Regions from separate parts of the Mus musculus genome. Here region 1 is linked to region 2. The links are chromatin contacts, called in public ChIA-PET maps. All regions are on one chromosome and are shown on one strand. Each heading gives the region's core, a stretch centred on a gene start, on an enhancer-like site or on the middle of the called end of the contact. The rest is flanking DNA. Distances are from core to core; before and after follow the strand shown.

The links. ChIA-PET counts read pairs in DNA pulled down with a chosen protein or histone mark.
Region 1: a contact with region 2 is called in an RNA polymerase II ChIA-PET map of memory CD8 T cells, with 121 read pairs. The contact joins the promoter of Mterf2 here to the enhancer-like site in region 2. A contact is called at or near these places in 6 of 484 Hi-C or Micro-C datasets (CD4 T cells, forebrain, muscle stem cells and 3 more), 7 of 115 datasets of contacts at active chromatin or transcription factors (CD8 T cells, the SCID.adh cell line, effector CD8 T cells and 2 more) and 3 of 9 other capture datasets (adipose tissue, liver and pancreatic islet).

Annotation. Positions count from the first base shown.
Region 1 is chr10:85,126,289-85,129,826 of GRCm38.p6, reverse strand. Mterf2 (mitochondrial transcription termination factor 2) reads left to right here and starts at 1,800. Exons shown (of 3, transcript NM_028832.3): 1 at 1,800-1,865; 2 at 3,341-3,459.
Region 2 is chr10:85,160,393-85,163,991 of GRCm38.p6, reverse strand. All of the region lies in intron 1 of Cry1 (cryptochrome 1 (photolyase-like)), which reads left to right. Among named protein-coding and RNA genes, the nearest start is that of Cry1, 23 kb to the left of the region's middle. Within about 2 kb of position 2,076, at least 134 of the 459 cell types and tissues checked have an H3K27ac peak or open chromatin away from gene starts, as enhancers often do. A contact at or near this core is called in adipose tissue, effector CD8 T cells, forebrain and 4 more, where this site is marked.

The DNA of each region.
Region 1 (3,538 bases), core at 551-3,050, 34 kb after region 2:
AATGGCAAGAACCTCAAAGCATCTCCTGCAACAAGGCCACGCCTCTTCATCCTTCCCAAACAGCTCCACCAGCTGGGGCCCAAGTATTCAAACAAGCCTGTGGGGACCATTCTCATTCAAACCACTATACCCAGTATAACTTTATTTCTTATAGAGACTTCAGAATTGTTTGATTTTTGTAGTTTTCTTTAGGAAAATATACATAGTAGTAGTCTCATCACCTGTTCCTCCTAAGGTTTTTTCTGAGTGTCAGGCCCTAGAAACGCACTGTAAGAAGATGGCAAAGTCTGAGCCCAGTCACTGGCCACAGTCAGTGTGGCTGAGTTAGCAGCTACTTTTGATCACAGTGCACAGGTTGTGTGGAGCCTTGGTGCAAGCTTCCCACACCATGATTCTCAGTTCTGCGTCCCTCTCCTAACAAGTGATTGCACAGCATGCAATTCCAAGTCTTGACTTTAACACCTATAACTTTCTTTCTTCCCCCCCTTTTTTTTTCAATTGTCTGATGGGGGGTGTGGGTTGGCTTTTGAGACAGTGCCTGAAACTAAACAAAACTGGCCTAGATTACTGTGTAATTCCAGGCTGTCTTTGTCTAATCCTTCCCCATGCTGCGATGTGACCACTTATTCCTTTTCTATACTTGACTGTAGTTTCCTTTTCCCAAGTGAGGATAGCACATCTTAACCATGAATCCCAAATTTTTGTAAGAAAGTGTGCAGTAAAATCCATGAATAGAGTGTTGATGTGCTAAGAAGGGTTATTGGACATAGATCACCTACTCATCTAGGTAGTAGCTGCTCAGTTAATTCCGGAGTAGCCTGAGGATCAGAACTGATCTTTAGGAGTCAGGACTCTGTTCCTCTAAAGCCCACAAAGTGTAAACCACACGGCTGTTTTCAGATATGATTAACATTCTGGAGTTCTTAACTGTGGATCAAGCATTGTTCTTAGCTAAGGACATAATCAGGAGCCTCCACTCCACATGAAGGGGAGGTGTCAACCTGAGTGAGAGACCCTTAGAAAGGTAACGAGGCGGGCTATCAGCCTAGGAAACACCATTTTCCTTGCTCTAACTGCATACAGCACAGGGTGGGCACAGGGGACTCTTTCCTGGGTAGCACTTCACTCTCATTGTGGTTACCACGTTAATGTGTTTCAGTTCCTGTTGCCCTGTCCAAGGTCCTAGCGCTGCAGTTCCGCATGCTTGGTGCTGAGGCGGCAGCCTGTAAATATTTATCTGAAGGATGGATGAAAAAGATTCTGGCTTTTGGTTGGCTGGTTTATGAGTGTGGGCATCACGAATAACTTAGAATGTAAAGCAAAAGGCAGTTTAGCAGTATTTGGGCAAAGTCATCTAGGGGTAAAAAGGATGAATGGCATTTAGGGAATCAGACCTGGTGTTTACCGCAGATGTGAGGGGTTTGTTTTGTTTGGACAGGTCAGGTTTCAAAGTTTTAAACTTGAGAATTCTGAATGGCTCCACATTACAGACAACAGGTTCTGATCTGCCCCTCCTCCCTGCCTCTTTCTCTCAACGAGTTGTAACGTTCTCTAAGGGACAAAGAGACTGAACCACCAGAGTTTGCTGAGACAGAAGCGCCAGGTGGCACTGGTGGCAATAGACCCTGTAGTGTGGCTCACTTATTCCCACGGGAGCCTGTACACAGTGTTCTAATTGGCTACGCTCGGGATGGAGGCGTGACTTCCTGCACATCAGTTTCTCGAGCTCTGATTGGTTACCAGCCAAGGCGAAGCCCTGCCAGTTACCTAGGATCTGTTTCCTGAGTGGAGAGGCCTGCGGAACAGGGTGGGAACTTAGCTCAACGCCCAAGGTCTCTCCGCTGTGCTTGGACTGCTGCCCACAGGTAAGCCACCCTATTTCTCCAGCTCTGGCTGAGCCTCAAGCCTGCCTACCGGGGTCAGGGTTAGCAGCTGCCCACCGAGAACGTCCACACAGGCACTCCACCTCGGAGCACTGAAAAAAGGAGGCTGCACACGTAAATAAGAGGCCACGGTAGCGGTCCTGGCAGGGCCCTTCCTCTGACCAACTTTGTGGTTCTTTGCCTACAAATTGGAATTCACTTGAAACTGTCAGATCAGAACTTAATTGGTTTTATTGAGAGGACTGTTTTAATTATAAAAATGTATTTCTCACCTCAGGATTGCTTGAGAGGATTGCATAAGAGAGCAGACTATGTGACCTTTTTAGCAAGAGCATCATTGTACATAGGACACAAGGCTAAGAGGACTGCCATTCTTAGGTGGGCAGCCTTGGGCAAGCTACACCTGCATCCTGGCCTCATCTTTAAGGGGAACTATGGTTTAATGAGGAGTAGATGTGAGGGCTTTGTTTTGTTTTTTAATACTCTGAACTACTATTAACTCGTTTAACATGATCTTTCACCAAGGAATAGCGTCCCCATGTTCCTGATGCCCACACTGCCCACACAGAAAGGTGATATTACTTCCTAAAAAGTCACAGCTAATTGGAGATTAATTCCAAGGCAGTGTAGCTGCGCTAAAGTAACTCACTTTTGCCCTCTGCATTGTTTCATAGCCTGATTTGTTAATTTGCTGTTATTGCCTTGTGCATCGTGTTCTTTGTTTGCTCATTACAGGAAATAACAGTATTCAGTCTCGGCTCTCCCCTGCATACACAGTCACTATGGGCTGCTCATAGTTCTTGCTAACGCCATTTCTGAAGTGAAAAAGGTGTGGGCCTTCCTTATTTTTTTTTTGTAAAGTCTGTAACTCTCAAGTTCTCAGATGGTCTGTGATCCCAACAGAAATATGAAATGTTTGGCCAGGAGAGCTAGTGCCTACCATCCTGACAGCAGCCTGAGCTTAAAACAAACAAACAAACAAAAAAACAAACAAAAAAACCCTACAAGTTGAATGGACAATTGATAAATATTACTATAAAGTAAAAAAACACACCGGGAACTGCCTGCCCCTCTCTTTCCCAGAGTCAGTGATGGCAGCCCATGAAGGGCAGGGAGACAGTTCATTAGAACACGGTGCTGCAAAGTGGGTTGTGTGGGATAGTGAAGCAGAAACGTGAGGGGTCACAGCCATCCCAGGTGGAGCATTGCAGTCCATGGTGCCGTAAACACCCTTAAAGGGGACATGGGGCTTCATCTATTCTGAAACATCAGAGGCATTTCCTTAAGAAAGTGACGCTTACTTCTGAGAGTTGATTGACAAAAGCACAGTCTTTGGAGACTATGTAGTGGGAACAGAGTCCGCCGGGACTGAGAAGTGACTGGTTTGTGAGGAAGGGAGATGGGAATTCAGGTGGCAGAAAGTCTTTTCTACAAATTATTGTATGTCTGTCCTAAAGTGCCACTGAGGTCTATTGCAGAGAGGTGACAGAATCACATTTTAGAAGCTACAGAGGAGTCCTAAATGGACTGACTGAAGCCCTGGAGAAGGACAAAATCGCTCAGGAGAGACTATAAGGTAAGAAGGAAAGCATATTTATTTGTTTGTACATTTGTTTGTTTTTCACTAGAAAAACTCATTCATTTCTAATGCTTTT
Region 2 (3,599 bases), core at 827-3,326:
TAGATAATCCATAACACTTCTGCTCTATTTAGGAATTGTGTGGGCACTGGAAAGTGCTAAGCCTGGCCTTACTCAGAACTTTCTGGCCAGTGGCTAGTCCTTCTCCATCTTTCTCCATGCCATTGAACTGTATAGATAGTCAAAGGTGGTGCTTCTTCTTCTTCTTCTTCTTCTTCTTCTTCTTCTTCTTCTTCTTCTTTTTTTTTTTTTTCGAGACAGGGTTTCTCTGTGTAGCCCTGGCTGTCCTGGTGCTCACTTTGTAGACCAGGCTGGCCTCGAACTCAGAAATCCTCCTGCCTCTGCCTTAAAGGTTCTTCTTTACCTTCACTGTATCCTTGACTTTTTTATATCTTCTTTGCCTTAGAGTAGGAGTAAAAGACAAGAAATGCTTTCTTCCTTCTGCTTTTTCACAGTGTGTCAGTATTACCCATTTGTGCTACAAAGTTGTCTTTTATCCTAGAAGGCTGTAAGCAGTTTCTGTATATGGTGCACATGTTCAAGTACCTTTCCTAGCTCTGTGGACATTACAACATCACAGTTTTAGCTCTCATAAACTGGTGGATGAAATTAGTTATCACTCCTTGGAAGGAAGGCATTTTAGAGTTGTTCTGAGGCAGTTTTAGTTGTTAAAATGGCTGAAGGAAGCTAGAGGACCTGGACAGGCCAGAAGTGGGACACTGTCTTTAGTGTAGCCTGTGGTGCCTCAGACAGTAATGTGTAGCCTCAGACTTGAGTCCAGAACAGAGTTTCTCATATTCTGAATGGAAGTCCAAATTCATTGTGTATCAAACCAGGGGTATTGAAATACTACTTTATATAGAGATTTTCTGGGTTCACTTAATACCTGTACACATCAAGAGAAGCCTCAGAACTTCAATAAGTCATGCTTATTACCCCAGTGAGTCATATCACCAAGAACAGCAGGGCTCATCCTATTTGAGACACCCAGTGACACAACTTCACCAGTCTGCTGGGTTTGCAGCTTTTGAATTAAAAATTTTTTTATATAATGTCTTATTTTTTCAGTCACGGTTTTGCTGAGTTTGCCAGGTGGCATTGAGTTTAGATACTCCTGTATCAGTAGCCTAAAGATTCTAGAATGCTAGAATACAGGTGTGTACTGCCAGGCCTGACCTTCAGCTTTTTTCATTATTTCTTTAATTTCTTAATTTTTGATGTTTGAGAACTGAACCTAGAGCCTTGACCATGCTAAGTGAATGTTCTACTGTTGTACTGCACACATAATCATTTTCTTGGGTCACACCTGAGCAACCACACTAAAAGCCCTGTTCTGCCTCTGTTGGTTCTTTGGAAGGGCTTGTGAGAAGGTTACCTATAAATTTTGTTTTGATTGCAACACATTGGTTTTAGAAACAACTTTTTGTTCTGCTATGTCTCTGGACCTGTGCTTTTAATTCTGAGCCTGACAAGTGCAGAATTCACCTTCGTGATGTGTACTTCATCTGGATTAAATGCTTGAGTATTGGCTGTTAAGAAAATGTGTATCACAGTTGACAGAATAAATGAAAGAACTAAGAGTTTGCTAGAAATTTTAAAAATGGAGCATATAAAAACCTTATTCCATACTTAGAGACACACAAATTGCTATTTATAGTTTTTAAATCTCTAATCAAATACTTTGGGGTATGGCTGAAAACCCTTCTTTTTTTATTATTTATGGTAGTAGGTCCACATCTTTTTTTTTCATATGTACAGAATACATGGAGATGTTCTTCATGTGATTTTAATGATTTTAGTATATATTCTTTAAGTCGGGTCTCTAGGGTCGACACTGTATGGTTTTGGTTTAGAGAGTCTAAGAGTAATCTCCACTGGTGACTGTTATGACACAGTGTAGAAACTATGGCATAGGACAGATGACTGTGTTATATGAATTCATAATGTCTTGTTTTCAGTAGCAGTGGGATTATGTTGTATCTTGCCATTGCCTTTTTCAGACTATTTTATAGACAGAACTAGAAATACTAGTTATATAAGCTGTCCTAGCACAGACTAGAAAGTAGGTCATTGTGATGGGAGTATGCTAAACCACCCACTGGTTGCTATAGCGATGACCTACTTTAGAAACTATTTCTGTTGATTCATGTTGAAATCATCTTTTGGAAGTGGCATAAGGAAGTTACTACATGTACGTTTTTATAGTAGTAAAAGGTAGTGATTTCTAGAGGAAAATTCCTTAAAATATTTAAAATGAAGAAGTGCATTAATCTCTTCGTGGTTCATTCAGTATTATAATTAAGTTGTGCTTCTATACATTAAGGAGTGCAGTGAGTTTTACTATCATTTGGCCTTTTTAAAAACCATTCTATTGTTTTATTAGCCAGACCTTCAAATGGGAGTAAATGACTATGCAGTGTATGCCAAATTTGCCTGTTCAGTGTCGAATGATGTTTTAAGACATCTTTATATGAATGTTGAAATGATATTCTCTGGAGCACACAGTCTGAACTCTGAGTGACCCCATTCTAAATTGAGGGCAAAGGACAAAGGGTTAGATTTTGTATAGCTTTCAAATAATAGTTTTTATTTATCACCAAAAAGAAATTTCACTGATCAGTGACTTGACACTTTGAACCTACACTATTGAAGGTTTATTTTCTGTAGTACTACCACAGAATCACAGGCTTTAAGATGAGTTAATTTTGAGTTTTTATTGTACAGTACCTTTTAAATAGTTAGCTATTTATATTAGCATTGGCTTTGTCACTGGGGAAAATCAAACCTTGGGTTACAGTCACATTCAGGGAAAGGCACACGTTTAGTGCGATCCTGTATAAGCTGAGCATCCAACTAACTCAGTCTCTCCTACTGCTGTGCCCAAGTATTTACATGTATACATACATGTGATTTTGTTTTCAAAAACAGGTATTACCCTTTTTTTCTCTCTCTCTCTTTTTAAGGTGGGTCATGTGGGTTTGCTATAGCCCTTGAACTTGGGATCCTCCTGCTCCACATCTTGAGAATTATGAGTTTACAGTTCCCCGCTCAACCTTAAGAAAGAAATTATTCTGAAGGAGAAGTAACAGTAACTTCTATTTAATGGGTTTTAGCCATTGTGCTACTAGTTGGTTTTATGTGTTTCTAATCCCCTCAAAAGCTATGGAAAACAAGCCCACTAGCATATCCTACTTCAAACCTTTTCAATAGACTATGCAAGACCTATGACGATATTTACCAGATGTAGAAACTAAAACATACGTTAAGAATCAGACACAGGCACTTAATATGAAATCCACAGAAACTAGTGGGGTGTGTGTGTCTATGTATATGTATACATGTGTATACATGCTTGTATGCAGTTGTGTGTGCTGTAAGAAACAATTTGAATTTTTTCTAGGACTAAATACATTCTCCTCTGACAGTTGAGAGAATAGAGAAAGTACCTTCAACTCTAAGACTTAAGACAATAAGATATAACCTTGAGATAGGAATTGGCAAAATTATTTCAGACTGAAGAACAGATCACAGAGTAGTAGCTTGGTACAGAGGAGCAGCAGGAAGCAGGGTAGAAAATGGCCCTGAGATCATTGGATGGCAGCTGAGAACATACTTTGCTCTTTACTATATAAGGAGTGAGT